2 separate regions of the Salvelinus alpinus genome follow, and region 1 is linked to region 2. The links are chromatin contacts, called in public Hi-C maps. All regions are on one chromosome and are shown on one strand. Each heading gives the region's core, a stretch centred on a gene start, on an enhancer-like site or on the middle of the called end of the contact. The rest is flanking DNA. Distances are from core to core; before and after follow the strand shown. Region 1 holds the start of LOC139543581 (mothers against decapentaplegic homolog 7-like). Region 2 holds the start of LOC139543579 (CBP80/20-dependent translation initiation factor-like).

Region 1 (3,364 bases), core at 163-2,662, 260 kb before region 2:
TCACACAGACCGACTCAGAGACGGACCTGTCTGTACAGCCGACGAGTCAGTTAAAAGGGTCATATGTTGTCATTCCTTTTGGTAGAGGTTTGTAGACTTTGGGGAGGGAAGGTAGTCTTCTGTCTCCTTTCCACACCCACGTATAGATAAAGAGAAGTTGCATTCTCTTTATTCTGTCATTTGGATGATGTTTTACAATTAAGCTTCGGTCTCTCTTCTAAATAAATTTAGCTACATTTAATCAGATGGTAGGATCCCTATTAGTCTACGCGATCAGGCTGAATGTATCAACAGGAAAAGTTACACATTTTCCCAGCACAAGAAATATATAAACTATAGGCTAGGCCCCATAGTTAGCCTACAGTAGCCTAATGGAACAGGAAACCTCTTTCAAATAGTGGTGTGCCAGTCCAGACGATTAGCCTATGTTAATCAAATCAAATGAAATGTTATTGGTCACATACACATATTTAGCAGATGTTATTGCGGGTGTAGTGAGATGCTTGTAGGTTCCAATTTAAAATGTGATATGATCATGTGGAAGTAGCCTACTCAGGCAAACTGAGATTAGGAAACTACTAGTGTAGGCCTATAATTTGTTGATTGGCAACAGTCACCAGTCTCTGACATGATAGACAGGGTAGACAACCCAAGTGTGGGATATTATCAAAGAAAAAATACAACTAAACGTTTTGTACAATAACAGTGAACTTTTCCATGATGAGTAGCCTAATGTGTAATAAATAAATAGGTAACCCATGTCAGATGTATTTCACAGGGAAATAACTGTGACCAGAGGGAGGCAGTAGTTGGTTGAGACCAGGGGAAAAAGGTTGAGACGTGCAACTAGGTTACCCACCATTTAAAGGGAAACATAATAATAATAATAGCCTAATAACAATAACAACAATATGGCTGTATTCTAATTGTTATTATAATACCAACAATATTATTATGTGTCGTGTTATTATTAGTATTAGCCTACTATTATGATCAATGTCAATCATAGTTAGCCTATATTTATGCCCACTGCATTAATGTGATCATATGGCGCAAAGTAAATAAAAGGTAAAACAAATAATGTTTGGTCAAATATTACCCTGAGGCAACCCTTATCTCTCTTGCAGAGAGAGAGAGAGAGAGAGTGTTTCATTTATATAGTAAAAAAGCCATTATAGCTCCATTTTTTTCCCCCCCTCACGTGATCTTTTCGCCTTGTTTTGACATTTTGTTACTTTGTAACTTCTGGAAATTGAAACTTTTCCTCGCCCAACGATTTCTCTGTATGCAAGCTACTTGATCTCTTGTTTGCGCAAGACAATCATTTTTTTTAAGCGACAGGGTGTCTAGACAACCACGTGACGGGGCGCGCCAATGCGCACTGGAGACACAGCTAAGAGCACCGAGAGTCAGAAAGAGATAGCGAGTGAGAGAAGGCAAGGGCACTTGAGCTATTCGAGTCATTCGCAGACCTTTTCTGAAGATCGCATCACTTCTTTGTCCAACTCACTTTATTCCTCCGACTACAGAAATCCATTCAAAAAAAAAGTGGCTGGATTAATTTATCAAGGGATGTTTAGATATATAGGCTGTAGGTAATTATTGTAATCAAGACTCTGTTCAGTATTCAATCGGAAACGCAACTACTCTACTCGGGGTAGATTTCCGTCTGGCACTTCAGCGGCTCCAGTTTTGGATTTGCTCATTCGCTTTGGATCTGTTTGGAGGATCCTTTCCTTCTCTCGTAACGTCTAAATCTATGTTGAAGATCACATCATGTGCAGACGGTTATGATATTTAGAAGATAGGGGATAAAACATACACACTGGCCTTTGTTAAAGCCTTTTTTTGCTCTCGGATCAAGGGCTGTGTGGATTATTTTTTTTCTAAAGAAAACGGACGAGCTTCGTTTTTTTTCATGGATATATAATTCTAGAATTTTACCAGGATATTTAGCCTACTGGCTCAGACTACCACAAAAATCCTACTCATAACCATATGCGCAAAGTAATGTTACAATGTTTTTCGTTATACATAGCATACTGATGGAATGGAACGAATGTAGCGTTTAATGTTCACAGTAGCCTAGCTCTACATTGTAACAATTTCTCTATGCTGCTATTTTGTATTCTAGATGCTCAGCGTTCCTACATTGACATTAAGGTTTATGTTTCGATATAGCTGTATATTAGTAGTAGGACTATTATAGTGTTATAATACCGTTAAGGTGATGGTTAATTTCTCCTTACAGAGAAGGTTACTATCACGGCAGGAGCCTTGATTTTTTTTTTGTGAGGTTTAGTTTTGAGAAAATTAGACTGGCGTATGCTACAGATTTTCTTTGCTTCTCCACCTCCCAGTTTCTCCATAATAATATATCAGGCTGCTTGTCGTTGCCTGGACTCGGATCCCGGAATCTTCATGATTTGCGGACATCATGCTCGTTTTTTAGCCGGGAAACCCTCTTTTCGTCCCGCATGTTTAGGACCAAACGAACGGGGCTCGTCCGGCGACTCTGGAGGAGCCGTGCGCCCGTCGTGGGCGACGGGGAGGCGGATACACGAACGCATGGATCCGGGGGTTGCTGTATGGGTAAATCGACGAAGGTTGCCGGGAAAACTAGCGCCGGAACGGAGGCTGAATTAAAAGCCCTGACCCACTCGATACTGAAAAAAATCAAAGAGAAACAATTAGAGGGGCTCTTGCAAGCGGTGGAGTCAAAGGGGGGTGCGCGGAGCCCCTGCCTGCTCCTACCCAGCAAAGTGGACACCAAACTGGGTCAGCAGTCTTATTCCCTCCCCTTGCTGCTCTACAAAGTGTTTCGGTGGTCGGACCTCAGGCATTGCTCGGAATTAAAAAGGCTATCTTGCTGTGAATCCTATGGGAAAATTAACCCAGAACTCGTTTGCTGCAATCCTCACCACATGAGCAGGCTTTGTGAACTCGGTAAGTTAATGTTGTTGTTTTTTTAAACAAAAATAATAACAAGAAGGGGAAAAAAAAACATCAGTTATTGCTAATTATATGCATGGTCTATCTGTGTCACTATTATATATTATATGTGGGTAAATTGATTGGCGTGTCACTTTGCCAGACATGTTGACACAATTTACCGGGGGTGTCTATTGCAATAGCATAGGTCAGACTTGGTTGGTGTGACGTTAGAACACTTTTATCAGCATCATCACGTCATGACCATATGGCAGAAGTCCCCTCGTTTTATTCTTTATCTATCTGGGATATAATACAAAATATAGATTTACTTTGAATGACTCCTCACCAGTAATATAGAGATTACAAAGGTCAAAGCAATTGTAATTACATTATGTCCTTATTAATTTATAACACGCAGTATATTATATTA
Region 2 (3,234 bases), core at 122-2,621:
TCCTAAGGGCGATGTCCACAACCCAGTGGAAATCGAATTTGCATAAGACTGTTAAGTGCCAAAGGGCACTTAATAAGGGCACATGTAAAAAAATATATATAATACATACATAGTATATATATATAATGTATGTATGTATTTTTTTTTTTTTTTTTACATGTGCCCTTAGGCAACAAATTCTTTTTTTAAAGGAAGTTTGTTCTTAAGTGTCTGTCATACATACAATACATATATATATATATTGTATGTATGACAGACACTTCAGAACAAACTTCCTTTTGATTTTTTTGAGGGGGGACTACCTGTTGTTCCATGTAGTGAATATGTTATTCAGCGCGTTTGTATGTGCTAATACCAGTAAGGCCAAATAAATATTGATCATTTATTTTCTATATTTAGCTAAAATTCTAAGCCTAATTTCAGTTTGTGACAAAACAAGCAGCGTAGATAATCAGTGTACCATCTAAACCACTGAAATATTTTCAATAACCAAAAATATGGTATTTTCAGCTGTTTGAAGCTGGTGTGCAAAATCAAAAGTAAAAGACGCAAAAACTAAACTTAAGGCGAAGCGTAGAAAATGGCGCACACAGCAGATCTACCGCGTCTTAGACTTGCTTTCAACGACACAGATCTAGAACTACATTTATATGTGAATTTGCTCGGGTTGAACCAAAAAAGTTCGATACTGCAGCGACCATAAGAGTCGACTAGCTGTGTAGTTAGCTAGTTAGCAACCACTAACGTCTCAGCTGGGACAACACTTAGCGGATGGTTTGAGAGTAACATTTGCTCACTAGCTAATAATAACAACAAAAAACGTATTTTCGATATGGAATCTTTTTCAGTGTGTTTTATTTTACCGGACGCGTGCCTGAAAAACATGTTGACTATCAGAAAAAAAGAATGACCACACATCTGTCCGGCCTCGGGCGCCATCACGCTAGTTAACGTTACCTACGTTAGTTTAATTCATGCTCAAATTCAAATCCCAACGTTGCCTACTGTCATAACTATAAAGTTACAAGCCAGTCACAGCTTTCTGTCGAGCCACAATCAGTTGAAATGTCTTTCATCATCATCATTTAGCCACTCCAGGTCTCAGGCAGCGAAAACATGCACAACATTGGATCTGGTCACACACCGTTGCTAGCGTTAGATGAACACTCAACTGGCAAACATTATTTCAGCTAGATAGCGAAGCTAAACCATTTACAGAAAACAATATCCTCACCCAAATATTGGATTCGGACTGCTGGGGAATCCGGGATCACCTCCTGATATTAAACCCACTGTGTCATGGGTATATTTCTCGGGAGAGAAACGTATTCGGAAGAAAAAGATTACGCTCCCCGACACACAAGCAGGGTGAAACGCATGAATGTGACGTTTAGTCCGGTTTGCGCGCAGGACATGTGTACGTGAGGCTTGGATTCTGGGAGCTGGAGTTTTAGTGAGACATCGCAGTCTAGTTGAAATGTAAATATTTTGTAATTATACATACTTATACAGACATTTTAGAAGGATCTATGAGGTTATTGGGGGACATTTGATGTGTTTTATTATTTCTGAAGTCAATTTAAGTTTGTTGATGTTTTTTATTGTCCCTGTGCTGTGTTTTATCTAGGCCTATTCTAATGCTATTACGGTACAATTGATCCACTGTTCAAATGTTTATTTAAATTTTATTTCATACAATTTATATTTTTGTGTTTAAATAGATTCGAAGGAACGGACCTTCTCATGCAACAGCCTGCATTGTTATATAATATACTGTACCATTTATTGTTATCTATAAATAAAATCAAACAACGATCATGTTTTAAGACAAGGAGTTTTTGCTTTGTTATGGTGTTAATTGATTTGAGCGCAGTGATGGGTTGTTATCTGTGTGTCCAACGAAGTAACTCAAGCAGAGAGAATCTCTTTGTGGTGTATGTAGCTCATGGCCTGTATTGTATTTTTTACTTAAGTCCACAAGTGACCCCTTGTGGGTACTGGATGAAATACAACTTTTGCAATCATGATTGTGCAATGACATTTTAACCAGGCAGTGTAAATATATAGGAAATACTTGAAATGAGGGATACAAAGTATATTGAAAGCAGGTGCTTCCACACAGGTGTGTTTCCTAAGTTAATTAACATCCCACCATGCTTATTTATAAAAATGCCCAGTTGGCTACCATGGCTAGAAGAAGAGATCTCAGTGAGTTACCATGGCTAGAAGGGGTCTCAAAGGAGCATAGGGGGTTAAAAGTGTGTGTGCGTGTATGTGTGTGCATGTGCGTGGGTGCCTCGGTCACTAGATCTCAACCCAATTGATCACTTAGGAGAGATTCTGGAGTGGTGCCTGAGACAACGTTTTCCACCACCATCAACAAATCACCAAATAATTAAAATTCTCGTGGAAGAATGATGTCGTATCACTCCAATAGAATTCCAGACACTTGTAAAATCTATGGCAAGGTTCATTGAAGCTGTTCTGGCTGCTCGTGGTGGCCCAATGCCCTATTTAGAAACGTTATGTTGGTTTTTCCTTTATTATGGCAATTACCTGTATGTTGCTGTATGTAGCTTCTGTAATCATTCAACCCAACTGCTTTTATAGAATACTGAAACAGATTAAATTGACAGGTTGACTGGTCATCACATTTTCATGAACCTCTGAATTTGGGACATTACCATATTTAGTGTGTAGACAGCACCTTATGCTTCCAGATGAGAGGAAGAAAATGTGTGTAAAAAAAGATACAAGTAACATGTCTTACAGCCAAGGGAGATGGTGGGAAGGTGCTGCTGGACAACAACTTACGAGGAAGTCAGATGTTTAATTTACAGCAAGGTGTTCAGTAGTCGATTTTAATATACAAAGGATCCAGAAAAAAATACAAAAGCTATATAAATCTGTCTATCAAACACTTTTAGAGTGAACTACAGCTATTAGGTTTAGGCCTATAGAACCCCACAGTGGAGGTGTCATAATACCCATAAAACCTAGTGGTCAAACAGGGAAATGGTTCCAACCGTTTTTCCACCGTTGATTTTTCCCATAGGGGATTTTAGAAACACTTAACATATGGGCTGTGTTTTGTGTAGGCTGACCCTGGCGTGACATTTTGATAACCATGTAAACCTCTCTTGGACAAGGTGAGTTTTATTAACATATCCATCTCTATTTACTCTCAGTTTTGAAAATGCTAATTAGCATCAAAGTAGACATCATGCAAAACTA

Evidence for each region. A called contact is a pair of places that touch in the nucleus more often than the background predicts.
Region 1: a Hi-C map of red muscle shows a contact between it and region 2, with 10 times the contacts expected there. The contact joins the promoter of LOC139543581 here to the promoter of LOC139543579 in region 2. A contact is called at or near these places in 2 of 3 Hi-C or Micro-C datasets (muscle and red muscle).

What each region holds. Positions count from the first base shown.
Region 1 is chr18:5,529,231-5,532,594 of SLU_Salpinus.1, reverse strand. LOC139543581 (mothers against decapentaplegic homolog 7-like) reads left to right here and starts at 1,412. Exons shown (of 4, transcript XM_071349794.1): 1 at 1,412-2,946. The coding sequence starts at 2,478.
Region 2 is chr18:5,266,682-5,269,915 of SLU_Salpinus.1, reverse strand. LOC139543579 (CBP80/20-dependent translation initiation factor-like) reads right to left here and starts at 1,371. Exons shown (of 13, transcript XM_071349791.1): 1 at 1,235-1,371.